Regions from separate parts of the Mus musculus genome. Here regions 2, 3 and 4 are each linked to region 1. The links are chromatin contacts, called in public HiChIP or PLAC-seq and Micro-C maps. All regions are on one chromosome and are shown on one strand. The core of a region is the stretch at or near the end of the contact, and the rest is flanking DNA. Distances in the headings are between cores, read along the strand shown.

Region 1 (6,801 bases), core at 1,154-3,653:
TTGCTTTGGACTAACAGGCCAGCCTAAAGGGGCATTTGGTTGGGGGCGGGGGAGGGCAGGGTGTGTGTGTGTTGGGGGGAGGTGGGAAGGTAGAGGAGAAGTTTGGAGACACAGCGACATGTCTGTCAGCTGTAACAAGATTTATTAGCAGTGTGTAAAAACACGTTTCAGCTTCTCCCACCCCTTCGACTATATAAATATAGTTGTCAATGTGTGACATAGCACAGGCCACAATAACAGGGTCCACCCAGCCAGAAGGAACCTAATTCAGAACTAGGAAAGCAAGAGGTCTGTTTAGAAATGAGTAGATTGGAACAATGGCAGAGGACTTGGGAGAGTGGCCTGTGTCATGTAAGGCAGGACATTATTCTAAATTTGTCTTCCTGAAACTAGGAAGCAAATTTAGCTCTTGTGTAGTGTTTGACACACAGTAGGCATAAAGAATGTGTGTCCCGTAAGCTTTGTACATCTGGGAACACCTGAATATGATTCCATTTTTACATCATGCTAATTACGAATCAAGGCTGTCTTCCATTTTATGTCTGTGGGAGGTAGGAGGCAGGGTGGGGGGTGAGGGGGTGGGGGTGCTTGTGTAGCTGGGGGGGGGGATAACGGGTGTGAGTGTGAGGCAAGGAAGTGCTTGCTTTTGTTTGCGTCTTCTTGATAAAGGTCAACTTAATTCTATTTGTTGTAGAGATTAAGTGGGAACTATTGCGTTTAAAAGTATGCTAATAGAAGAACAATTTCTAACTATCCTGCATCCTCCGGAGTGTCCTCTGGTAATTATTAGTGGCATGCTTCTAGGCCTTGCACCTAGCGAGAGCACCGGTACTATGAGGGTATTAAAACAGTTCCTGCCTTCAGGGAGCTTTTATGACGTAGCTGGAGAGAAGATACACAAGGAACACCTAAGCACACAGATTGTGTGTGCCCAGAAAGAGAACCAGACAATAGTGTGTGAGAAAGACCAGGCACTCATGCAGTTAACCAGTGGGGGCAGGGGGGCGGGTATGGGGCATAGGGCATGAACAAATTGATCTTGGAAGATTAGACCACATAGAGAGTAAAAAGAGAGAGAATTCCTTGCTGAAGTGAGCAGCTGGGCAAAGGTGTAAAATTCTGAAGTCATGACCTGAAATGTGTTCCTTCATAGAACACTTTGTCTTAATGATCTCAAATTGTGACTCCCTAAATTTAATTTCTGAGGTTCTAGGATTCAAGGCATGAGGTGCAGCTCCCATAAGCCAGCTAATGGCGTTTCCAGATAGATCCCCGAGCCAATGAAATACCCACTGAGTGGCATCCCAAGGACACAAGGTCAAATCCTGAATGGTATTTTAGGGGAATTCTAAAATAAGTTCCCCTGGGGTCGGGGAAGAAACCCCATGAGCACAATATCGTTCTCTCTCTCTCTGTCCTCGACCCTGAGATCTGCCTGCCTCTGCCTACTAAGTGCTGGGACTAAAAGCATGTGCCACCTCTGCCTCCCGGAGAGAGATAACTATTTAAAGATTTATGTGCTGGACCACCGCATATGTATTATACGTCGTTTGCCACTGTAATTCTTAGAATAGACTGGTCTGTTAGCTCCATTTTACTATTGGGTAAACGGAGGCACAAGGAGGGCACTTAACTTGCTATTCGTGGAATCAGATTCAGACAGTCTGGATTCGGAGTCAGGGCTCTAGTGAACAGAAGCTAAGGAACGGTAAAAAACAAAACAAAACAAAACAATAGGTGCTCACACGCCACCCCTCATAAAGTCTGGGCTTTTATAGGAATTGATGCGAACGCTGGCCTCACAACAGCATCCTTCTGTAAGACTTGAAAGGCCTTCTTCAGCAAAGCTCCGATTAAAAGCTGAAACAAACAAAAAGAGTTTTAGAACAACGTCCTTGCTTGTTTTTTTTTTTTCCTTCCAGTTACAAAATAGAGTTTAAAACAAAGGCGACCTCCAAACCCAAGTCTACAGAAGTGGTGTTCTGAGTACCGAGTGGACATTAGCTTGGGATGAAGAAACCCAGAGCCAAGGGAGAGGACTTGGAGCGTGGACACGTGAGGAAGGGGTTAAGTTTCAGAAAGTTGTCCCGGGAGCCCAAAGCCACGGCGCCCGCGGACCGGCCCTCGGGGCTGGCTGTAACAAGATGCTCGGCCCTCACCCGCCACCGCTGCCGGAGATGGAGCCGAGCCAATCGGCGCCGAGGGGACCGCGGTGCCGCAGGACCGAAAAAGGGGGCGCGGAGCCGGGGCGGGGCCGGGGCGGGGCGCAGGCGGCCCCGGCGCCTGACAGGAGCTGATCGCCGCGAGCCGGCGGAGGCGGCGGCGGGCGGGCGGGCGAGCAGGCGGGGTGTCGGGGCCGGGAGTGACGTAGCGTGGCCGGGGCGTTATCAGCTGCGGGGCGGCAGACGGGAGCAGCGCGGGATGCGAGTGCGGGCGGCATGAGCTCGCGGCCGGGGCCCTAGCGTGTGCTGCTGCTCCCGGGCTGGCGGGGCCTCGGGGGGTCATGAAGCCGGACGCAGCGCGCGAGCCGGAGCCGCTGAGCCCCGGCCGGGGCGCGGAGGCCGAGGGGCGCTGGCGCGAGAGGGGCGAGGCGGACACGGAGCGGCAGCGTACCCGCGAGCGCCAGGAGGCCACGCTGGCGGGGCTGGCGGAGCTGGGGTACCTGCGGCAACGCCAAGAGCTGCTGGTGCGCGGTGCGCTGCGCTGCTCCGGGACCGTGGGGACCGTCGCGCCGCGCTCCGGGGAGCTGCGGGGAGACGCGGCGCAGCGCAGCCGCCTGGAGGAGAAGTTCCTGGAAGAGAACATCTTGCTGCTGCGAAGGCAGTTGGTAGGTGGTGGCCGGTGGCCTGTCTGGAGGGTGGGCTGATGGCCTCTGGCTGTGGGATCCCTGGCCGCGACGTGACCCCCACCTCGATTTTCCCTGAGCCCGTGGTGTCTCGGATGCCCGCTGCCCATGACTTCCACGCGTTGCTGGCGGATGCCTGCTTTGTGTCACCTGAGGAGCTGGCGGATTGCGGGGAGGGGTGGCTGCTCATCTATCCTGCATTTGGAATTCTTGGAGTCCCTTGGTTCCAGCCTTAAAGTTAGGCTACTGCATGCCCCCTTCCTCCGAGGTTTGCAACCCCCACTTAAAATGCCATTTCACCTTATGGTCTCCCTGGTTATCCCTCCCCGGGAAGGAGGGGGGGGGGTGCGCACAAAAGCGAGGAAGAGGCTTGTTGCTTGCCTAACTGTCCAACATTGAGTTTTACGGTTACGGCGAAGCTCCTGCTGGGAGCCGTGCCCTACCCGGTGCTTTCTCTCCTGCAAGTCTCTTTTGCCTGGGCTGGTGCTTAGTTTTAAATAGAAGTCCTTTGTATAAGGCAGCTAAAACTAGATGCAAATACTGGCAATTTGGCCGGAGACCCTGCCCCCTCCTCTTTTATCCGGTCCGCCAGCTGTGCTTGGTGGTGGAGGTGGGAGAAGAGAGAACCTGCTCGCTGGGAGTATTTATCTTATTGGATTTCTGTCACTGTCTCAGTCGTTCTGTGCAGTCTTCATTAGCAAGGAAGAAAAAGAACTTTGGACCTTCATGTGTTGAGAACAGCTTTTGATGCTGCCTCAAAATAATGGCGGCAGCTTTGTTTCAGTGACCTCAAAATGTAGTTTTGGAAACAGCAAAAAGATTATTATCCCAGCGTGTTGTATTAGACTACTTAAGCTATATAATGGCCCCCTGAAAGTGATGTTGTGGGTTGTCACGTGTTTTCTTGTATTACGGTTTTCTAGATTTTTTGTGTAGTTACAGAGCATCAAAGTGCTTTTATTTAATTCATTTTTTTCTGATGAAATTCAATTTTTGGCACACAAGCATATGGCTTACGTCTCTAAGCTTTCAGAAGTCATAGGTCGTGAGCAAGGACCACGTATCTATTTTGTAAGGATGTGTGCTGTGGTTTGTGCAATAGCTCTGTTTTGGCATTTTTACTGTTTCTTTGGTAGAAGAACAGAATTGTATGTACGTGAATTTGAGCCAGTTCTTTCTGGTTGTGACTGGTCGTTTACATTTCGGTATTGTCTTGTACAATAGCACCTTTTTTTTTTTTTTTTTGTCTTCCTGAATCTCAAGATCGAGAGAGCAGCGCATTCCTATTGTCCGCTTCAGGGGAGCAAGGCAGTGTGTCAGGAGAATTCCACTCCAGTCAATGTTTATGGTACTATTTTCATTTGTAGACTTGGCATTCTTGATTTAAACCAGATGCCTTTCGAGTTCTTTTGCTTTTCCAGCAGTGGGGAGCACTAGATGGCAGTGTGAGTTAGCACAACCAGTCTGTCACCTTGGGAAACCCAAGCTGAGTTCAAATCTTGACGGGCTTTCCCTGGAGGGTTTTGGATTCTGCCAGCTCACATTATACTTGGCGCTGGCTATTAGTATTAATTTCTCGCTTTCAAAGGCCTTAAGACTGATTAAGCCCCACTAAGCAACTAATAGAAAACAAAATTCTGTAGGCCATGACATTTGGCCAGAAAACCTCACCTAAGAAAGATTCGAGTGTAATGTAGAAAATCTGTTGCTTTGACTTCAAGAGCCCACTGTGAAGGACTTTCTTTAAACTGGCTGCACACCAGATGATTCGAAGTCTATGCAAATTCCTTGCCCAGACCTATAAAAAGTCAGTTTGTATAGATTAGTGAAAGCTAAAAACAAATCTTTTCCATCCTTGCAGTACCAGGTATCGAACACAGGCACAATAGCCAAGATCTCTACCAAGGAACTACAACTCAGCCACATATATATCCAAAATTTATTGTGTGTTTGGTGTATGCAAATGAGTGCATCGGTGTGGCACATCGTTCTTGTGGAGGTCTGAGGACCAATTCCAGGAGCTGTTTCTCTCCTTCTGTCCTGGGTTCAGGGGACTGAATTCAGATGACCAGGCCTGGACAGCAAGCATCTTTACCCATGAGCCATGCTATAGCCCTGTTATTATTTTTAATGAACAAAGTTTATATTACCAAAAAAAATTTGAGAAAGATCTAAAGATAGAGGCCATGCCTCACCTTCTGATTATGCAGTAGCATTTTGATCTAAAAGGGCTTGGGGACACTCAGAGGAGTGGCTTCCATGGGGGACTTTCAGGTTTTATCACTATGTGCTTGCTTATTTATTTAATTTAATTTAATATAATTTAATTTAATTTTATTTTCATGCTTCTCTCTAATCAGAATTGTTTGAGGAGAAGAGATGCCGGTTTGTTGAATCAGTTGCAAGAACTTGACAAGCAGATAAGTGACCTGAGACTGGATGTGGAGAAGACATCTGAAGAGCACCTGGAGACAGACAGCCGGCCTAGCTCAGGTGAGGGAGCCAGCGAGTGGATCTAGCGTTTGTTTCCAGTGTGAAAACAACTGAACAGTAGCCTGCCATTCATTTGCTTGGAGGGGGAAGTAAACTCAACCCTATAAGATTTTCAATAATGGGGTTGAGCTGCCCAGTGATCCTTGAGTTTTAAAACTACAGACTTCCATTGAGATTTCTGAAAGCACAAACAGACCTCCTTTGAAACCTGAGAAATCAGATCTGGTCTAGAAAATTAGTCACACTTCAGCTTCCTGAGATGGCTGCAGTTTCCCCTTCTTTTAAGCCATTTGGCTCCTTAAGTTTCTTTTTTCTTATACTTACTATTTACTTGAGTGGTTTTTGTTTTTGTAGCCCAGGCTGGCCTTGAGTCCACTCCCGTCCTCCTGCTTCAGCCTTCTGAGTGCTGGGATTATAGGCATGAGCCACCATACCCAGCCATACCCAGAGAAATTAGTTATTTCTTCTGAAACATTCCTGGTAAAGTTGAGGGTCTGGCAGATGTGGGTTCCTTTTTTTTTCACACCTTTAAAGATGGGACAGAAAGTAGGATGAAAGGAACTTTGAACTGTCTCTAGCATTACATGATTTTTACCTTCTCTAAGAAATATTTGAAATAAAACCATATACTTAATTTTGTTTAAAAATCTACCATTTGTGTGATACACCCCCCTCCTGCACACACAAATAACTGGAAACAAAAATGAGCTTTCCTCTTCTTTGATGTGTCAGCCTCTGGTCATTTTATTATTATTATTTTTTAAAAGATTTATTTATCATATGTATTGGATTCCATTACAGATGGTTGTGAGCCGCCATGTGGTTGCTGGGATTTGAACTCAGGACCTCTGGAAGAGCAGTCAGTGCTCTTAAGTGCTGAGCCATCTTTCCAGCCTGCCTCTTTTTAATATACTTGTGTGTTATTGCTTGATAGGATCCTAATTCCAGCCATCCTTTTCCTTGTAGGGTTTTATGAGCTGAGTGATGGAGCTTCGGGCTCCCTCTCTAACTCCTCCAACTCCGTGTTCAGTGAGTGTTTGTCCAGTTGCCATTCCAGCACCTGCTTCTGCAGCCCCTTGGAGGCGGCCTTGACCATCTCAGACGGTTGCCCCAAATCTGCAGGTAAGGATTTTAGCATGGACAGAAGCTCTAATTGGAAGAGGTCAGGGGTCTTTTTTTTTTTATATATATTATATTATATGTAAGTACACTGTAGCTGTCTTCAGACACTCCAGAAGAGAGCATCAGATTTCATTACGGATGGTTGTGAGCCACCATGTGGTTGCTGGGATTTGAACTCAGAACCTTTGGAAGAGCAGTCGGCGCTCTTAACCACTGAGCCATCTCTCCAGCCCCGAGGTTAGGGGTCTTTATGGCTATGTAGCTTCAGCTATCTTTTGATAGGAAATAATTTGGGCAGTGTGCTGCGTGTACTCAGTGCCACAGTTACACACAGAGCCTAC
Region 2 (6,801 bases), core at 1,587-4,086, 420 kb after region 1:
CACTGTAGTCTTCCAAAAGTATGTAATTCTAAGATAGTTTATCGTCCACTGAGCCATCAGGGTTTACAAAGACAATAGGCATAACCTAAGTTGCCCATTAAGGAGGCTTGTGGGACGTTCCAGAACTGGAAGAGTGAGTCCAACATAGCTTGTTGCTGGAGAGATGTTTCCTATTGGCCTGAAGGTCTGTACAGTTCATTGGTTTGCGTAACTTGGTGAACTTGATGGACGATCAACCTAGAGTTCTTTTCCGGTTCTCCTTCCCTGGTCCCACTGTGCTCCTCAGTATGATTGGATCAAGCCCTCTTTCTGAAGACATCTGGCTCTAAAACATTCAGACAAGGAACCGGAAGGGTGAGCTAGATTCCTAGGAAAGTTCTTCAACAAGACCCCTGGTTTTGATTTAGCCTCCCCAGTCAGATCAGTGTTGTGCGCCCATCACTTTCTTCCATAAGAAACAAAGCCTCATTTCAGCTACAGTTCAAATGAATAGAAACCCCTAAAGGGGGCATATTAAAGTCGATATCCCAAGGATCACAGATGCTTCAAACCACCAAAACGCACCAGTATAGAAATAGATTACAGCTAGAGGTTTCCTTTTCAAATAAATATGTTAGTTTATTTACCTGTCTTTATGACACAGTCTCTTTCCACTCCTTCTACAATGAAGCCCAAGTTGCAGGAAAATGCAGTTGCATAAAATTTATTATACACCAGGTCAGCAGAACACTCAATCAGAAGTGTGAGTGTTTCTCTTACTTCCTTCATGGGTGCAGCTTGCATCAATGTAGTACAGAAATCATAGACTCTGACAAGAAACTACCTTTCTTAACTACTTTCACCCTTATCTGAAATGTAAGCAAATTAATAAGACCACAAAATCTCTACGTTAATGAATCTGGGAGAGGAGAAGTAGAATTTAAAGAAAATGATCAAGCTCAAGGACATGTGCTCAGAGGCTGGAAAGTAAATGATTAGAAACTACACATTTTGTGATTGTGTGTGTGAGCCTTGATATATGTGTACTTTAATTAAAATGTTAGATTTTCCAGAATGAGGTGATATAATAAACTATTAACAGAAAATGAGGGGGGGGGGGAATGTCTCACATAGAAACAAATTGCAACCGGAGTTTTCTGTTCCTCTCCCTGCCAAATGCAGTAGAAATCACTCTTGGCCAAATACGAGTGACCATGGCTTGGGAATACAAGTTCAGTTTGTCCTGAGTGATGTATTCTGCTGTAGAAATGGCTACAGAAACTTCTATAATCACAAAATAAAAGGAAGTCATAAATCAATGGATTTACTAAACACGTCGGTGGCATGTCATAGAGGTGAGGGTAAGCGAAACAGGGCAATCTCTGCCCTCGGTTTCAGAGGCTGTCGGGAAACATGCTTATCTTTTGGTTTAGTAGAAGCTAAGTTAATAAGGATGATAGGCCAGAAATGGAGGTAGGTGATAGTTATTAAGGGAACTAAAAGTAGCCTAAGATAGTTTTGGCTCTTGATTAACATTTCAACTCTCCACAATTGAGGAGTTCTGATCAGCCAATCAGACTGCAGATTCTTCAACATGGGTGTGCCTTTTCCAGGACTTCAGTTCACAGTTCCATCACATTGGTGCATGTAGGGGTCCAATGTTGTTTTGTGTTCCATGACACTAAGAAGGCTTATTTCTAGGATCCAAAACAGATGGACTCATGGGATTAAAGAGTCATCTGGTTTTAGCTCTTGTCTATTCAATTCTTCATCTTGTAGAGGCCCACAACAGCCACCTGAGGAGACACAAAGGACCTTTTCTAGTGTCTAACATTGATCTCAGTGAGTCTCCTGAAGAAAACAGATCATACTTGGGGTACCACACTGGATAACCAAGACAAACACATTGGTGAGGATGTCAGGTAAGCAGGAGAGCTCTCACTGGGGTCAGGTGCTCTCTGATGACACTCTTAGCTTTGGAGCTGGAACAAGCTCATTGTTTTCCAAACGGATCTAGAGAACAGGATGTGAAGGTGATCTGGATGTGACACCATTGATTGCCAGGATTGATTGAGCTGATCGGAATGGCTAGGCCGTTGTCCCCTTCCTCCCTTACCACTGCGTGTGTCTACCTTCCAAGGCTTCATGCTGGGCTGAAGAGGATGACTTTTCGTGAATAGAGGGAGGACCAGACTTTGGGCAAGGGAATATGAATATGAATTGCTTCACTCCCTCACTAGAACCTCCAAACAAGCTCTCAGATAAGGGCAGCTTATGTGTTAATCAACTAGGTATTGATTGGTTACCCAGTATGACTTGGAAAGCTTGTGGCTATGTAAAAGAGAAGAGCATGCAGTTGTGTTCCCATTACAATTACCTGCACTAGCAAGTAGAATTAGTCTTGACCTTTATTGATGGCGTCTGACAGAATGAAAGCAAGGCAGAACACTTATCACCAAGATAAGAGGCTTTTAAAGATACCTTCAGGTCAGAAGACCCCCTGCGGTTTGTCTAACCCAGGTCTTAGACCAGAACAGCTAGATATGGTTTCAAAGAAAGAAAAGATGGATGTGATGGCTAAGATGAAATGTAATCTGAATACAGTATGAAATGAGCTACAAACACTTCTGTATGACCCTGGCTAGGAATTGGGGTCATATTTGTATAATAAATAATGCCTAATTTCTGAGTTCCTGAGACCCCAGTGCCTGTCTAGCAGTGCCAGCTCAGCGTCACGGGCAGATCGGAGGTTAGAAATGCTGCTTTAAGTGGGAATTTGATCTCCATGGAGTGAGGATACAGTCCTTGACACATAACTTCACTTTGATGACCCTCTTCCTGGTTGACTGACGACCTTCTTCTCTCCACGTGGCCCCCAGGCAAGCCAGTCTCCAGTCTGAATCACTGTCCAGATTTTTCTACCTCTTTGTGTGTGTGGAGGTGAGGGATTCCAGAACACACCCTTTCATACCTCAGCGTACAAGGATATAGATCCTTAAAAATAAGTATTGTTGAGTCAATGATACTTTTGGTTGTTCATTTCTGTGGCAATCCTGAGATTAGAGGCAACAGTTTAAGCAGAATTCAGTGGCTTTCTCACTTTTACTTTTTTGTTTTATGGTTTTTTGGTAACAAAAGCAACAAAGCCCTTTGTTTAAGGATCTTAGCTGAAAAGCTGTGGGGACTCCAGCGGAGCCTGAGAGATCAGCCAAAGTTCTTAAGCAAAGGAGCGAAACTGGCCCAGCCTGATGCCAAACAGCTGCGTCACGCCTGCAATTGGCACTGTGGCTGTTTGTACAAAAGAAGACAGAAAAGGTTGATTTTAAATTTTGGAATTTAAATGGGGAGAGAGTCAAGCTTTTTTATGTGCTATTGTTTCTAAGAACTTATATTTAGCATTTGTGCATTCATGCTGTTTGGTTTTCAAACTTATTTCTTCAGCATGCTAAAAGAACTCTCAACTCCAAATGTGTAGATTTGATGTAAACCATTTGGGGCTCTTAAATGGCATTTGACAGTCTCTTCATTTTGAAAGTGAAATGTTTCTGTTTGGAAAAAACAATGTTGCAAGCCATCAGTTAAAGTGCTTGAGAAGCATTGCTTTTATAGCAGGGTGGAAACAAAAGAACATGTATAAAGGGCTTTCTTGAAATCCATATAAATACATATAACATTTCTCAGTTTGGGAATAATCCATTTAATACACAATAATAAAGTTTTAAAAATAATACAATTGTTTCTCATCATGAATTTATAGGAAAAATAATTTAATTCCTGTGCATTTGTAGGCTCATGGCTTGCCAAGCTACATTAAGATACAATCTTACACATGTGAATTGGTGTTTGTTTTCAGCTGTCCACAATAACAGTGCTTTGAATAGTTAGGGAGAGGTGTATTTTGCTCTTGCATGTCAGTCTGGAATAAGCAGGATGTGAGGGTTTAGGAGACTTGATTCTTAAGGTTTGAAAGGACTCAGGCACCAATCTTGGTTTTGCACCATCTCTCAAACGCTTTATTCATTCCCATGGTCCATAGCAACTCAGCATCTCACCCTCAGTTGAAGTCAGGTAGGAAAAATATGGTGTCAGACACACTTCTTACACTTGAAAGACAAGTCTAGGGACTCAAGAGAAGTCTCAGTGGGTAAGAACACATGCTGCTTTTCTAGAGGACCTGAGTTCAGCTCCTATCACCCACCTCGGGAGGCTCACAACCATGTGTAACTCCAGCTCTAAGGGATACAATCAATACCCTCTTCTGATCCCCCAAGGGCGTAGGCTTGCACTTGGTACACAAACAGAGATGCAGGAAGAACACATACATATAAAAACTTTAAAAATTATAGAGAAATCTCATGGAGCCTCAACTACAGGCAACTGAGGAAGGCTGAGAGGTGTAATCCTCCAACCGGTAACCCAGTACCAAATGGTCAGATCTGAAATCATATACACAAATATTTATCCTACAAAATAAATATTTTATATATATGTATATATATATAATAAAAGAAATAAAGTTTATAAATGTGAGAGAGATAGAGAGAGCACAAAGGGTAGGTGGAAAAGGTTGGAGGGAAGGACAAGAAGGGTGAAAAGAATGTAATCATATTTTAATTTCAAAAAAATAAAAAATAAAGGTAAAAGAATAAAGGGACGTAAAAGCAACCCGTTAAAGTTGCACACAGCAATGCCCCTTCGAGCCGGACTTAGTCTCAGAACCACATCTGGACACAGAAGGTTCCCTTTTCTTCAAGATCTGGTAAAACTTCAAGCTGGTGGCGGTTCTTCAGCTTGAGATTTTTGTTGGACTCCTAACAATGGGAGTGGGGCTGTGTCTTCACTCTTTTGCCTGCCTGTGGAATTTATTTCCTCCTACATCTAGCCTTGATATGAGGGAATATGCCTCGTCTTATTGCATATTGCTATGCCAAGTTCTGTTGATATCACCGGAGGCCCTTCTTAGGGAAACAGAAAGACAGTGGATCTGGGAAAAATGGGAGATAAGTGGCTTAGGAGGAGGTGAGAGAGGGGAGGCTATAGTTGGGATGTATTGTATGAGAGAAGAATAAATATATGTAAATAAAGCAAAAGAATAAATTAAAAATAGAATTGATATTGGAGAAAGTGAATGTTATCTTTTACAGACTGTCTCATAATCACACAATAGCCCTTGACTTAGCAAGCACTATGCAATAATTCCTTCCTTTTTCCTATCGAACACTCTCCTGAATTCCCATACAGTTATATTAAGTGCAAAGTCCAGGACATTTTGAGTGAGTCTCACAGCTCTTTTCATTGTATGGCTTCCTGTGTTCAGATTACCCAGCGTCTTGGAGAATTCTAACCTGTGAGGATGAATTTGGGACACAAAAGGGAAAAGAAAGAAATATGCACAGTCATAATGCTTGTTACTATGGCATATGATTTTTCCTAGTAAGGTTATATTGGAGCTATTTTGTTTTTACATTTGAGCAATTTTGGTATCATTTTAAGACAAGATGTATGTAAGGGTTTTTTAAAAATTGTTTGAGAATTTCATACAAATCTACCACCCATTCCGTCCCCTCCAATTTCTTCCCTATCTTCCTGCCTCCTCTTTTCCCTCCCAACTTCATGTGCTCTTTGATTTTAAAACACACACACACACACACACACACACACACACACACACACTGTGAAAACTTAGTGCTATCTGTATGTGATCAGGTGCAGGACCATCTACCAGAGCATGGGTAATCTCTCAGGAGACACGTTTCAGAAGGGAACTGAAGCTCCCTCCCCAGAACTCATCAATGGCCAATAGCTCCTCAGCTAGGATGGGACTTTGTAAGCCCCTCCCCCACCAGTGCTGGAATTCTGGCTTGCTGCATCCTGTGCAGGTTTGTGAATACACACACAGCTACTGTGAGTTCATAGATGTTATGGCACCGCTGTGTATGGAGAATACTGTTTCATTGCCCATATCTCTCTTGGCCTCTCCACCCCCTCTTTTACAAGGATTCCTGGCCCTTGTGGGAAGGGAATATAATACAGATGTCCTATTTAGAGGCAAGGACTACACAGTCTCTTATTCTACACACTGACCAGTTGTGGGTTCTGTGTTAATCACTATCTATGGTAAAAACAAGCTTCTTTGATGAAGTTGAGAGATGCACCAACTTGTTTTTATCCTGAAGGGCTGTTAAATTTTTTTTAAGATATCGTCTGTATCTAATGAGATTATCATCTGTCTTCAAGTCTATTTATAAGATGGATTATATGTATTGATTTTTATATACTGAGCTATACATGCATCTCTGGGATGAAACTAACTTGATTATGGTGGAGAGTCTTTTTGCTATGTTCATGTTAAAAAATTTGTTTTTTTTTTTATGTGTATGTGTGTGGGCTTGAGTATGTATGTGCTCTATGTGTAGGAGGTTTAAAAATGGAGGAGAGATGGAACTATGGGAACTGGAGATTAGACAGTTATAGGCCACCCAATGTGATGGTGGGAACCAGGTCTTGGTCCTCGGTAAAAAGCATCAGGTTGCTTAACCACTGAGCTCTTTGCAGCCAGTCCCCTGAAGGACCCTCAGAGTCAGTTTGCAAGAGCTTTATTGAGAACTTTCGTGTCTATGTTAATCCAGGAGAATGACCCATTGGATGGTGTGGTTCTGTTTACATTATTTATTTCATCTTGACTCAGTTTTGATAGGTCATATGTGTTAAGAAATTTATTTCTTTAAAGGTTTCAATGTAGCAGAATATAGATTTTTAAAGTATGCCTTTATGATTCTCTGAACTTCCTTAGTGTCTGTTGTGATGTCTCTCTTTCATCTT
Region 3 (6,801 bases), core at 2,846-5,345, 330 kb after region 1:
TCATGAACAGAAATATGTTTTGCACATTTCCAAAGGCTGAGAAGTCAAAGATCCAGGCACCAGTTTCATCCATTGGCTGTTTGGTGAAAGTTAGCTTCCTGGTTTACAGAAAATGTGTTCTAGTTGTCCGCTTACGTGATAGAAATTCAAATCAAAAGAAGATACTTAGAGGCAAAGCCTGAATCCTAGGAGTTGTCAGAAACACAGAAAGACACACATGGTAGATTGAACTGCAACGGCAGCGATGGGTCCACACTGTGGCCACAGTTCATAGGTACTTTCCTGCTGCCCCTCCTCAGCCGCAGTGGCATTTATACTCAGCTTCGCTAGCTGCTCTCAGCCAGTGACCAAGCAGAGTGTGGGTATGAGAGCTTGGCACAGCCTGCCTAGCATTCCAGGCTCTTTGTTTCATCTTTCCTGCCAAGCATCAGGTCTGCATTGAAGTCTGCAGTTCCTCCGCACTTCCTCAGGCTCCCTTACAGTGTGTTCTTTCTCCCGTAAATCTGTGTGTCAAGTGCCTAAAGGGACAGAACTGGTTCTGAGGGAAGTGTGAAGGAGCAGTAAGACTGGGACTGGCTCACCTACTCACTAGGTGTGATATCTAGTTCCATCCACGCTCCAGCAAGTATTTTAAACATATGCGAATAACACACAAGTACAGGAGGAAATTGAGGCACCTGCAACAATGTATCCATTTACTCACTGATCCATGTAACGATGTATGCATTTACTCATTGCTTCAAGGCGGATTCTATAACTTGGCTGTTGTGAGACGTGCTATAACTAATATGGGCTTGCAAGTATCTCTGCTGTGTGCTTGGACACTCCAGGTGAGTAGCCAGTGCATTTGTTCTTAAGCAAGGCAGTCACTGATGTAAATAAGAATTTCTGCATCATCAGCTTGCTCTTTAAGAGTCAGCTGGTAGAAGTGTTCGTTGGGAAAGACTGATGTCATGAGTTTGATTCCCCAGAACCCTTGGAAGGACAAGAAGGGAGAAGTGACACCACAAAGTTGTCCTTTGACCTCCACCTGGTGTGTGTGAGCCCATACAGAACACATCACACACAAATACACAATAACAACAAAAAAGCAACAACAATAATAATACATTTTAAAAGAGATAGATTATGGAGAAGGACAAAATACTAAAACAGATTTTGTTTAAAAAATGTTATTGTGATATCTAATATCATGTATGCTGAATCCTTAAAACTACTTTTTCAAAGAATCACTGTAGGCTTTGAATTACACATTTTGTTAAGCAATGTTTCATTTTGTAACTACTAGTAAATGCACAGGGCTAGGGTCACATTCGTTACATTCCTTATCAAACTGGGTTGCCAGCCCTGCTTTTGTTAGCTGCGGTTGTTTGCCCTGAGTGTACACTCAAGAGGAAGCAAAATGTCAGAGTGAGTCAGAAACCTCTCAACATGCTTAAATCTTAAATGCATTGAAGGCAAGGGCTTTAAAAGGCAAGCTTCCTTTGCTCTGTTTCCTAACGAGCTTCTTTCACTTAAAAAGCAAGATGTCCTTTTCAACATTTTAATATATGTACAAATGTATGTATATATGAGAGAGAGAGGGAAAAGGTGGTGGCAGGGTGAGGGGATCTCACTTTGCAATTCTAGCTGTCCTGGAACTCACTATAGAGACCAGGCTGGCCTGGACCTCAATGTGTAGACCATGTTGGCTTACAGAGATCCACCCTTCTCCTTCATCCTGAGTTTTGGGATTAAAGAAATCACTCCCAGTTATTGGAAGAAAAATTCTTTTTGACTACTCTGTAAGATTTTTTTCAAAGTATCCAGATGCAATGTTTTACAAAGAAAAAAAAAAAAAAAGAAAACAAACACAATGAAAGTTAATGGAGCAGAGATTTCCTAATTAATGTTAAGAAACATCTGATGTTGTGTGTAAAGCCATCTTCAGCTCTGGGAGAAATTTGAGATAGTTGCAGAGCCATTGAGAGAGATTTCTAGATGATCTCTCAAGTTTGGGGAAAAGCCAATAACCTCCTTTTATAGCAGGTCTCTCAAGGTCTACCGATTAACAATAGACAGCTGAGTTGATCCGTTGTTTTATTCTACGAGGTTCACTTAATTGAACTCACTAGAGCTTAACATAAGGTCACCCTCAAAACTCAGCAATTAGTCCCAAGCAGTTGCATAAATACAAACTATTTATCTCAGCACGAGAGTCAATAAAGACCACATTAAGAAACTAGGAGTTTCTAATTACAAAAGGGCCATATGTTTACACTCACACAAAGGCTATCTGAAGATCGGCTAGAACAATATCTGCAAACTCAGTGGCGCACGCATTGCAAGATGCTTGCTCTTTTCCAGGGAGTTTCAATGCACGCAGGCTGAGATAATGTTCCTTATCTCAGTGTCCCGTCTGAAATCTCTGTGTTGATAGTTGTTTCCGGGAGAAGAAAGCATGGCCATGACAAACACATTGGGAGCCTTTCTAGTAACTCAGTTTCATCTGCCTTCTTGTTGCTTCTCAGATTCATCAGCTCCTTGAGCACACAGGACTGTGTAAGAAAAGTACGTGGTATTGGTTTTCCAAATTCACCTGACTGTAGAACACTGTCTCCATTAAGGTAGAGGGGAATTATTTCTTAAAATATAAGGTTGGAAGACGTTTTCATAACATGACTTTCTAAGGGATCTGTGATAATTTATAATTTGCTTTTTAATCCTTTTTATGAGTTTAAAATCTGTATGTATGTGTGTGTGTGTGTGTGCGCGCGCGCGCATGTGTGTGTATGTGGTGGAGGTTAATGTGTATGCCAGGGTACACATATGGAAATCAGAGGATTATGGGGGTTCAGTCATCTGCACAGAAAGTGACTTCACTCACAAAGCCATCTCATTGGCTCCTTTATTGTATTGTTCTTTTGAAGAATCTTGAAATTAATTTTGTACTTACAGAAAAGGTATAAATATTACACAAAGACCTTCTTGCCATTTACCTAGATTTCCCAGTTGTTAGCATTTCAGGATATTAATTTCCCAAGTCTATTATCATATGTTTTATCTATCCATCTATCATCTGTCTGTCTGTCTGTCTGTCTGTCTATTCTATTCCCTAAAACCATTTAAATATACTATCTTTTTACTTCAGTGCCTGAAACACTGTAGGAATTGGCTAATCAATGCTTCATGAGTACATTTTCCAGGATTTTATCTAAAGGAAATTCAATGGCAAAAAACTATCTGGAACCACCTGCCTGGGTAGTTTTAGGCAGGAAGTAGCTGCTGGGGGAGGAGAGCCAATTCTCTTCAGTGGTGTGACTACTGGTAAATTAATCCTGCCCGGCAGATTATCCCGCATGCACGATCACGTGTGTGAGGAGCATGAAGTCAGGTAGGAGACTAGGGAAGACGAATGGAGAGCAGGGGCCGCGGAGGGAAATAAAGGAGAATCAGGGGTGATGGGAATCCAAATCTGTTACAGGCAGCTACAGTGTTGTCAAGGAGTAAAGGAGATACTTAAAGCAACGCCCTTCCAAAATGAAGTTCATTGACTGTTCCTGGAGAACGCTAGGCTGTCAAGAGTTCCAACCTGAGAATGAGAACAAACTGAGAACAAACCAACACCCAGCTCTTTTCTCCTGGGCCGTGTCTCCATCTCTCTCCATGTCTCCGTGTCTCTGTCTCTCTGTCTCTCCATATCGCCAGCCCAGAACAATACTTAAGTGCATGGTGCACTTAAGTCCACTAAGCTGTTCACTTAAAAACGTCCAAAATAGTAAATTTATGTTATGCATATTTTACTCTAATTAAAAAAAAAAGAATGCTAAATGTTATTTTAAGAACCTATTTGTCTATAGGTGGGTTTTTTTTTTCTTTTTGAGTCTATATGATTATGGCTATGTATTGTTTGCACGAAACAAAACTATGAATGTAATAATTTATCCTCACACTTTATTCATTTCCATGGAAACGTTTTCAGTTCCAAAAGAGCGTTTGATGGAAGAGGTCCAAGGGGAGCTTTATTTGGAAGTGTTGAGACCCTGACACCGTGAAGCTGCAGGCCACATTACTCTAGCGGCTGGCTCGTGCCTGGGAAAGACAAAACAAAGACAGTATTTCCTGGAGATAAGAGTGGGTGAAGCAAGGGATAGCTGGCGTGCAGCCCCAGGAGGAGCTGCTAAACACAGGAGGATGAGCTGGTTTTGCTCAAAAATCACTTCTAAATGCATTGACTTTCACCCCAGCGACAATCAGTTCTGCAGTTCTCTGGACACCAACTGGGTGCCCTGGGTGTTAACTCGGTTGATAACTTCCAGCCATCCGTGCGTGACTCTGCATGGCTCAGTCCACCCAGTGCTCTCCCTTTTAGACACCCCTCAGAGGGTCAGCTTTCCACTTGTGGACCAGACTGCCGGGATCTGGGGGTTCCCATGACCTCGACTAACAACTGCTGGAATGATTCACAAACCTCAGAGAGCGACTTTCTCGATAGAGAAGCATGGGGCAAATTACACAGGGCAGGATATGGAGATGGGTGGGAGGGGAGCACCAAGTTGCTATGCTCTCTCCATGGGAGCCTCAATCCAGTACGCCTGTGGGCTCACATTCTGTGAATTGTGCCGAGGGGGTCTTGTGGAGGCACACAATCTCTTACACCCCTGGCTGTGGGTGATTGACCCCGTTTCTAGCCTTTTGCCTTTTGCCGGATTTGGGGAGTAGGGCCTACGTTTAAGATTCTGACCATGGTCTGATGTTTCTGGTACCGCCTCCATCCCGAGGCTATTGGAGCCTCAGAGCTAGCCTCTTCATAATACAAAAGGTACTCCAGAGATCCCAAAGGACTTAGGACAGAAACCGAGTGTTTCTTTTGATCACACCACAATAAGGAATAGGTCCCTACTTTGTACCTGCTTTGAGAGAAGAAACCAACTGTTCCGCCTTTGCTCTCGTGCCTGTCCCGCTTTTTGCCTATACCCGATGTCTATGGACTGATCTAATGCCCACATTTTGCTCATATTAAACTATAAAGTTTTAATCTCACGCTGAAGAACAGCATGGCAACAACCAAGCATGGGAAACATGGCCCAGATCTTGATTTAGATTTATACGAAATCCCAGCTTGTCAATCCTATCATGGCCATTGTCCTGGGAAGATGTCTCTTTCAGATTTCGGTATTGGGGGAGCAAAGGTCTTGAGCTGCACCTTTCCTGCTATGACCCGTCCATCCTCCTCTTCTCTTAACTCAGGTCAAGCCTTGAGCCTCCATAGGCCTAAAGTTAGACTTCAGATACACAGGGATAGAATAGTAGCATCCTTTCAAAAATATTCACCTCCCCTTCAGCTTTCACCCTAAATGATCAAACTGTGCAATTCAGGGTCATGGCGCTTCCCTTACAGAAATCTCCTTAGCCTGGAGGAATACTGAGGTAAGAGCATCCCTCAATGTTCTTCCTGGCCAAGTCCAATTTTACATGAACAGTGCCTCACAGGTTGACCATGGAGGTTGTGGGTAGCTCTGTCTTACATTTGCTAATCAAGTTTAATGTATATCGTTTTCACTTTCCAAGAACAACTGTTCCATAGCAAAGTTCAAGACTTACTTGAAAGACTGCCAAGACCTTGACTTTCACTTGATCCAGAAGCTACCACAGGGATGAGAGGGAAGCAACAGCCCTGCAATGTGTTGTGTGGATGGAAATATCATCCACTGAGATCAGACTGATGCCTGTACTGAGGAGTGAGAGAAAAAGGCAGCCACGCACAGTGGACTGTAACACAGCCATTACAAGCAATGCACTTGGTGCACACAGAGTGAGATCAGGGCTCGAACGTATGATGTTCTTCCAATAATGGTATTCACACCACAATGTTGTGTAAATTGGCATGCGTACAGTGTTTATGAGCATGGTGTGGTTTTTAAAGACGCGTGCCAAGCATGCTGCAGAAAGTCACTACAATGTAGGGAGTGGAAGTGGAAGTCAGGAGTGAAACAAAAAAAAAATATATATATATTTTTTAAAACAAAAAAAAGGCAGGCCTTACCTAGTTGCACAATGATGGTACACCACAAACAGATGGGGTCAGTGTGTCTCTCCACCTGACGGTTTGGGGTTTCTTGGGATGGCTTTTGTTCACAGGTGCATGCTCTATGATTATGCATCTTATTCCCCGAGTTAATTCTAACCATTGAAAATTCACAAGTTGCTCTTTCAAGACAGATGCACCTCGCTTTCGAGAGCCATCCGGACTCATTTTGTCTCTGAGGTGCCGTCCACTGAACACTTCAGGTTATTCCCACCGCTGCTTATTTTCCTGATCCCATTGAATCTCGGCAGAGGAAAGGGAGTTAGAACCATCTGTCAAGACCATGAAAATGCCTCTAATTGCTGTGAATCTGGGAGGTTCCTGGTTGCTTAGTGACCATTTAAGGTCCGTTTGGATAGCAGACGGCTGTTCTAGGCTATAAAGGTAGATTCAGCAAGTGTGACTTTGAGCTGGGGGAAGGCAGCAGAGCATCCTCCGATGTTTCAGCTGCATCTGTGATTGCAATCACAGACATTCCAGAGAGGTCCTGTGAACAGAAGGTTTTCCCATCTCAGTTTTTCACAGTAGGACATTATTTTGTCATTTTCTATATACTCTAGAGTACCAAGAAATGATGGGATGTAATTACAAAAGCATTTCTGAGCATTCCTTGATGGTCAGAAGTTTAAAAAAAAATAAGAGGAGAAAGAAAAGGCTTTTATTCTCAGAGTCATTAAAATACACACTCAGGTTTTCCCTCACCCCCGAATGGATCGGCTACCCCTTGCTCAACT
Region 4 (6,801 bases), core at 1,191-3,690, 290 kb after region 1:
GTCTAGAAAGTTCCACTACAGTAGTGGAGGTGTTATGCTCCCTGGTCTTCCATAGGTAAGCATCCTGGGATCCTGTAAGATCAGATCTGCCCCTTTGACTGCCTGGATGTTCCTTTACTTAGATCAACAAAATGCAGTTGTTGATTCACATTGAGAGGGTGGTCTGTGTGTGGGGGTGCTTCTAGGACAGCGGTTCTTAACCTTCCTAATTCTCTGACCCTTTAATAAAGTTCTTCATGTTGTGGTGAGCCACACCCATAAAATTATTTCTGTTGCTTCTTCATAAATGTAATTTTGCTACAGTTATGAATTGCAATATAACTAATGCTTAATGCTTTGATGCGGGATATCTGATATGTGACTCCTGTGCAAGGGTTGTTTCATACCAAAGGGGCTATGGCCCACAGGTTGAGAATGACTGACTGGGGATAGGATTGAGTGTCCAGAAATAGCAATTTGGACTTTGGAGGGACCTGGGCTAATGCAGGAGGAGAGGATCTTAATGTATCTGGGTGCTCTGCCAGGGAAAATTGGTTGATCATCTTAATGCTTTGATACATTCTTGTATTGAACACTCTTGGGACATTTCCAATATCAGCAATTGTGCTCAGAGAAACATACATTTTTGGATTTAGTGCAGCCAGGTTGGGCAACTCCATAAAGCATGCTGGGAAGGGGATAGCCCCCTGGGAGGTTTGTATGAGGACTTCCACAGAAGCAATTGTCTCCTTCATTAATTTTTTTTCTTATAGCTGGTGAAAGGAATTTTATGTTGGAGATGAGCATGCAGCTGAATTGCTCTTGAAAATATGTTAAGCCACAGAAAAATCACTGTGCTAGCTATGTCGGAACGCTCTGTCTGGTAAGCCAGCTCTTTGTAACAGCTAGTTTATCATTTCAGTGCACGGAGAGGACCTGTGTTTATGCCAGATAAATGGAGAGCAGCCTGCTAAAGACTGTACAAGGCAGGGGTATAATAAAAAGATTACCCGTGCTCCTAGCAATGCGCCAAAAGCAGCAACGAATCACAGATCTTCAGAATCCTTTAAATGCCTTGCTTGCTGTTTGAAGTCTCATATAGATTGTGCTTTCGCACCTTGTAAAATGGCATAGATCAGCCTGACGTTGGCTCGTGGTAGAGATTTACTACTAGTGTTTTAAATCGCGCTGTCACTTAATTGTTTTACTTCATGAAGTAGCATTCTGAGTTTGTGAAGGGCTAGCTCACACGTGATTCTAATAAGCTGAGGAAAATTAGTTTGAATTCCGGCTTCATTATGTTCAAGTGTGCTTTCCAAATTGTTTTTATAATATACTCAATGTTGAAGAATGTTGAAGGGTGTATACCCTTCTTAAATATGCTCCTGAAGTTCACTGTTTCTAATTAATTATCCAATTATTTATCCACTCTATGCAGAAAGACCCTTACCATGTACTTCTAGAAACCATTTAATTGCAGACGTCTGATGAAACCCTGTTGAAGCCCCAGTGTGACCAGTTTCTGTTCTTCCTCTCCCCACCCCTTATGCAGCCTCTCTGACTGTGAAGGAACAGGCTTGCATGTCCCACATGGAGACGGACATCCAGAGAACATTAGAAGTCAAGAGTGTAAGACTAAAGTTATATGAGGACAGTTAGTCCTATTCTGTAGCTCTTTCCTCTAAATGGAAACATTCCCTCCTGAAGGGAGGAGGAGAGCTCATAAGTGATAAGTGCAACAAACAAGGCCCAGGAAGTGAATGAAACTTAACAAGGCCCAGGAAGTAAATGAAACTTAACAAGGTGTAGGAAGCAAATGAAACAAGGCCTAGGAAGCTCCCTGAAGTCACAAGATTCACAAGTTCCCTCCCTACGGCTATGTGAATAGTAGCAATTATATGGAGAGGAGACTCTCACTGACCAAGCTGCCTATAAATTGTGCAGGAAGCTCTTAGGAATCCAGCTTTAATGAGTGCTCACCTATGCTGGGGTTAGCTTCTTAGTGACACAGTTACCTTTGAGTGACCTGTGGTGCTGTAAATAGCCCTTGACCCACACTCCTATTGCAAACTCATGGGTTCATTCACTTGTATACATTATATTTTTGTATTTATCCTCCATGCTGTATCAAGCTGAATGGGTATTTGTTAATGTCTCCTCTCAATACTCCGACAAGGTTGACATTGAGTACTGATATAGACAGGAGTTTTGGAAGTCAGGAAAAGGCCCTTGCCTGCCGCCAGCAGGAAAAGTGCTACTAGCAGACTAATATTCACCATAAGCTACCAGCTGGCCCTCTTAAGCCTGGCTTCAGATCTGTCCTCCCTTGGGATGAGCTGTATTGGAAATGTATTATGTATATTACATTGCCTAATTACATATTAGGTGTTGCCTGCATTACATATTAGGTATATTGTCTGTGTTACCCAGGCAAACAGGAATTACAAACCACAGGGTGGTCCTCAGGAGAAGGGCCAAGAGTTTCCTCAGGCCTAAGTCAATATTCTATTCTGCAAAGAAGATTCTGAACATAGGACGTCATGCTGAGTAAATGGGGCAGATCAACAAAATTCCAAGGCACAAGTTCAGAAGAGGATTCTGTGCACCCAGGCTCTGGGTTCAGAACGCACCTGGCACTAGCATGTCACTGGCTGTTGACTTGAAATAATTGGTTTAACTTTAGGAGGCTATCAAGGACATAAAGTGACTCTGGCATTTCTGCATTCATTGTCCATGGTGTCTCGTCCCCCCCCACCCCTACATGGAGTGATGTAATGAGAAAAATCTCGTGATCTGCAGCATCAGCCTTTTGGCCGTGTTTCGCAAGCCCTTGGTCTCTGTCTCCTGAGATACATTTTTGTCCGTCGCTGGGGTCAGTTCATAGTTTTCTCTGTCTGCGGAGGCTGAGGCCAAAGGCAGAATCTTCCAGACAGGTTAAAAAGCAAGCTGACATTTTAGCTCATTTTCATCAGGACACACCTGCCAGGGCTTCCCGCCTTCTGCCTGTCAGTCACGACTTTCTGAATACCACATTATTATTTCCTTGAGTCACAAATATGTTTCACGCCAGTGGACTAAATTTCTGTTATCCCAAAGCTGAATTTGCTTTTTTCACCTAGAAAAAAAATTAGGTGAGATTTAAAAAAAAAAACAAAAAACCAACAACAACAAAAAACAAAACAAAACAAACCCTCAAGTTCAATGTATATACTTGCTTTCCCGCTTCTTGTTCTTTGTGCTTTTTTCCCCCTTTTTTTGTAACTTTCTCCACCATGTTTCAGTTAATAAAAGCATGAAGATAAGAGTTAAAGCCGAAGTGTCAGGAAATGCAAATTTTAGAGGCAAGCCACTGGAATCCTAATCTGGTGTTAGAGGCTCCTACCCTGTACATAGGCTACCATTCTGTTACCCCAAGCCTTTGTTTCCCAGTCTGCAAAGTGCGACTGAAGGATGCCGGCGAGATAATGTGGTAAGATATGTGAATGAGCCCCGAGCTCTTAGCAAAAAGCAGTCTGCACTCCACTTCCCATTCTCTTGTCACAGAACAACACTATAGAGAATAAGCTGCTCTATAATAACTGACTACAGCCATTCAGCCTGGCTCTGGCTCTCCCTCGTATGTACCTATTCTATTAGTGCCTTTCCCTGACTGGATAGATGGGGTGGGAACACTCTTACACTGGTTGGTATGGAAACTAATCCCAGAGCATGCTGGGAGCATGCAGGCAGTCCTGAGACCCAGCTGTGGGGCAGGTGTAGAAATAGTCCTTCCATACTCAGAAGTATCCTGGGACTAAAACGTGCATGGTTTGACTGAAAGAAATACAAATTTGTGACTATTCCTTCTTTATAAAACTAACGCCCAATTTGGTAAAAAATGTCTTTCAATTACTGTTCCTTGATACATCGTCACATTCTGCCTTAAGAAATTGTGCAGGTAAAGAATAACTGGCCTGGAACTGCATGTATCTACAGTGATGCTTTTAGAGGTGCCTTCTCATTCCATAGCATTACCCATTCTCTGAAAACAAAGACAGATGCCAGAAAGCCACGCCTGGACTATGATCTACCCTAGTTGGGTCAGAAATGATAGCCAGATTCAAGGCACCACCATCTTCCCTCCTTAGGGAATCCAGCATTAGAAACAGCGGATTTCATCGAGTCTGAACTATTTGCTTACGTTCCAATCTCAGGAGACAGGCCAAAGATCAGCCTTTTTTTTTGTTAGCTGTGTATTTACAAGCTTATCTCCACCCCCCCCCCCAACTAAGTTATAAACTTGTTAGTAGAACAATTTTAACATTTTTTTTCCTTTTCAAATTCTGATTTCATCTCAGCCGGTCAGTTTGCTATTTTGAAAAGCTGAACAAGAACCGTGAGTGTTAGGAACCATCGGAGATTTAGCCATTCTTCTGGGAAGATTTGTGGCTTACACCTTTAAAGGTTCAAAACGTGTGAAGAAATGGGATTTAAGCGAGGGTGGCGTTTAGTAGTTACATTAGTCAGGATCCTGGTACCAAAAGGTTTGGCGTCGTTTGGGGGATGACTTGAGAATTTAATAAAGGGACTAAGGGACTGTTAACTAAGAGCGTAGTGTAGGGAACCGGCAAGGCTAGCGTAGTGCCTTGTAGCTTGCTGGTTTCTCTTGCCGGTTCGGTTCCTAGATGGAAAGTGCATACAGTGGTTCTGAGAGATTCAGGATGGTGCAGGAAAGGGACAGCTCAGGAGAAGGAAGCAGGCCAGGGGCCCTGGAACGCCAACACTGCCTGATGTGAGTGTGAACAAGACTGTGCTAACACAACAGGCAGAGAAGTGGAAACTAAGTAAGAAACAGGATGGTCACATCGCTCTTCCCACATCGTTTCCTAGTTTGAATCCAACTGGAAGCCTGACCACAAACGGATGTTGGACACGCAGCAGCCATCCCTGGGTGGGAAAAGAGGGTGGACAAGGGTATGTGGTGGGCAAGAAGAGAACAAGCAGATGCCTGCAGCTTGCTAACTTGCTTTTCACCCTCTAACGCACCCTCTCAACTTTTCCGACCTAGGCGATCCATCCGTACTGAATCTAACCAGGTCTGATCATGTGATTCCCCAGATCTTTCTGTCCTCATCAGGGATGGATTTTTCACTATCTACCCTTGTCCCTTGAGCCTCAGATACACAAAGTTTTATCCTGTTTCTCTTCGTTTTGTAGGTACCATAGACAGTGAGGAATGCCGTTTGCAGCTCTTGACCCGGTGTCAGCTGGTTTTGACTTTCACTAACCACCGTTCACTTCTCTCTGCAGAGGTTTGGATCCCAGTCCGGGAGAGCTAAGCACCGTGTCCAGTGCCCTCTGTTACCACCTTCCTTCCCTTCTCACGCTGTGCGGAACACGGCTAACACCTGCTTGAGTGCTCCTGTGTAGGCAATTCCCTGTGTTTGGTGCCTTCACCGCTCTGCAGAGGACCTGTGGAGTTGGAGCTCCGAAAACGCTTGGCAAATGAACAGTTTCTCTGCTTTCAGTGGGGCCTTCCATCTGCCTTGCACATTTCCACATGCCCTTCAGATTAATATTTCAAATCACAGACTCTTCAGCTCTCCATTCCTAGGCTCCTCCAGTGCCCCCACTGTGGGGAGACGGATGGGCAAGGTTTCCAGACTGTGTGCACCGCCATTTATGGCAGGGACTAGGCCTGCATCCACAACTCACCTACTATCATTCCCTCTGGCTCGTCTCATACACCTGAGCTCCTTATGGAGCTGCCAAGTGCTCCTAGCGAGTTGTACTTGCCCATATTTTGTTACATTTGCATTTGCTTATCCTTCTGTCTGGAATGCCTCCTCCATTTGACTATACTCCTCAGCTACTTTTCCTTTTCTCCTATTCCCCCCAAGGGTATGTGGACTCTTGTCCAAGGCCTACTTTTTTAAGGATCCAGGTGGACATGCTGTTTTCTTTACAGTAGGGTCCCTGAGGGCTTTCCCTTGCAGTTGACACAATTAGATAACTGTTTTTTACCTAATGAATTTTTTCTTTCCACACTGTGTTGACATGATTTGCGGTCTTATGTCTTTGTTGGCTTTCTCTGTTTCCAGAACCTAACAGAAACGCTGGTGCAGAGCTGAAGAGATGGTTCAAGGATTGAGAGTGCTTACCTCTCTCACAGAGACTCCAGGTTCAGTTCCCACCATGTCTATCTAGCTCCAGGGATCCAATGCCCACTACTGGTATCTATGGGTGCCCACATACTTGTGGTCTATATAAACTCATGCAGAAACACATGCATTGAATGAATGAATGAATGAATGAATGAATGAATGAGTGAAATGAAGCCCGGTATCTATGACATGATTAGGAATCACAGTGCGAGGGGCTGAAGAGATGGCTCAGGTGGCAAAGCACTTGCCACTCTAGTATGATCTGAATTTTATCCCAGAACCTACACTTTAAAAAGCTTCTCACGTGGTGCCTTGTGCTTGTGATCCCAGTACTGGGAAGTCAGATCTCTGGGAGCCTCTGATAGGCCAGTCAGGACAACTCTTCAAATTTTAGGCCAATGAGAGATCCTGTCCAAAAAAAAAAAAAAAAAAAACATGTCTAGCTTCTGGGTGCCAAGACCTGATATCCTGATATTAAGCTCTGGCTATACTTATACACGTACTCCCACACAATGTACCCACAAGTGCATTGACATGCCTTGGGTAAATCTATAACAAATGAGTGATCAACCAAGCCTGAAGCTGTGGTCCTGGACAATCTCAAGAACAGCATCTCTGGTTATTGCTACAGAGCATGTGGTGGGTCTTCCTTGTTAGAGGCACAGAGGTAGAATATGCC

What was found. Hi-C and Micro-C count contacts between places; a contact is called where the count stands out from the background. HiChIP or PLAC-seq counts read pairs in DNA pulled down with a chosen protein or histone mark.
Region 2: an H3K4me3 HiChIP or PLAC-seq map of embryonic basal ganglia shows a contact between it and region 1, with 8 times the contacts expected there. The contact joins the enhancer-like site here to the promoter of Dact1 in region 1. A contact is called at or near these places in 16 of 39 promoter capture datasets (the 3T3-L1 cell line, 3T3-L1-derived adipocytes, the C10 cell line and 11 more), 1 of 15 datasets of contacts at CTCF or cohesin (the NIH/3T3 cell line), 25 of 484 Hi-C or Micro-C datasets (the BV-2 cell line, the C2C12 cell line, the P5424 cell line and 12 more), 14 of 115 datasets of contacts at active chromatin or transcription factors (bone marrow-derived macrophages, craniofacial prominence, embryonic basal ganglia and 8 more) and 3 of 9 other capture datasets (adipose tissue, liver and pancreatic islet).
Region 3: a contact with region 1 is called in a Micro-C map of granulosa cells, with 2.9 times the contacts expected there. The contact joins the enhancer-like site here to the promoter of Dact1 in region 1. A contact is called at or near these places in 6 of 39 promoter capture datasets (the 3T3-L1 cell line, the HPC-7 cell line, cranial neural crest and 3 more), 7 of 484 Hi-C or Micro-C datasets (cerebellar granule neurons, cerebellum, cerebral cortex and 4 more), 11 of 115 datasets of contacts at active chromatin or transcription factors (bone marrow-derived macrophages, cardiomyocytes, craniofacial prominence and 8 more) and 2 of 9 other capture datasets (embryonic stem cells and pancreatic islet).
Region 4: an H3K4me3 HiChIP or PLAC-seq map of embryonic basal ganglia shows a contact between it and region 1, with 4 times the contacts expected there. The contact joins the enhancer-like site here to the promoter of Dact1 in region 1. A contact is called at or near these places in 6 of 39 promoter capture datasets (the HPC-7 cell line, cranial neural crest, embryonic stem cells and 3 more), 2 of 484 Hi-C or Micro-C datasets (bone marrow-derived macrophages and uterus), 14 of 115 datasets of contacts at active chromatin or transcription factors (craniofacial prominence, embryonic basal ganglia, embryonic forebrain and 7 more) and 4 of 9 other capture datasets (adipose tissue, embryonic stem cells, liver and 1 more).

What each region holds. Positions count from the first base shown.
Region 1 is chr12:71,307,481-71,314,281 of GRCm38.p6, forward strand. It overlaps Dact1 (dishevelled-binding antagonist of beta-catenin 1), which reads left to right and starts at 2,404. Exons shown (of 4, transcript NM_021532.4): 1 at 2,404-2,827; 2 at 5,206-5,338; 3 at 6,305-6,460. The coding sequence starts at 2,504. It also overlaps a transcript of 2700049A03Rik not described here.
Region 2 is chr12:71,722,650-71,729,450 of GRCm38.p6, forward strand. No RefSeq gene overlaps it. Among named protein-coding and RNA genes, the nearest start is that of Gm46356, 96 kb to the left of the region's middle. Within about 2 kb of position 2,837, at least 19 of the 459 cell types and tissues checked have an H3K27ac peak or open chromatin away from gene starts, as enhancers often do. A contact at or near this core is called in trophoblast stem cells and uterus, where this site is marked.
Region 3 is chr12:71,636,091-71,642,891 of GRCm38.p6, forward strand. All of the region lies in intron 2 of 9630002D21Rik (a long non-coding RNA gene), which reads left to right. Among named protein-coding and RNA genes, the nearest start is that of Gm46356, 9.8 kb to the left of the region's middle. Within about 2 kb of position 4,096, at least 8 of the 459 cell types and tissues checked have an H3K27ac peak or open chromatin away from gene starts, as enhancers often do. A contact at or near this core is called in granulosa cells, where this site is marked.
Region 4 is chr12:71,597,906-71,604,706 of GRCm38.p6, forward strand. All of the region lies in intron 2 of 9630002D21Rik (a long non-coding RNA gene), which reads left to right. Among named protein-coding and RNA genes, the nearest start is that of 9630002D21Rik, 23 kb to the left of the region's middle. Within about 2 kb of position 2,441, at least 6 of the 459 cell types and tissues checked have an H3K27ac peak or open chromatin away from gene starts, as enhancers often do. A contact at or near this core is called in adipose tissue and embryonic basal ganglia, where this site is marked.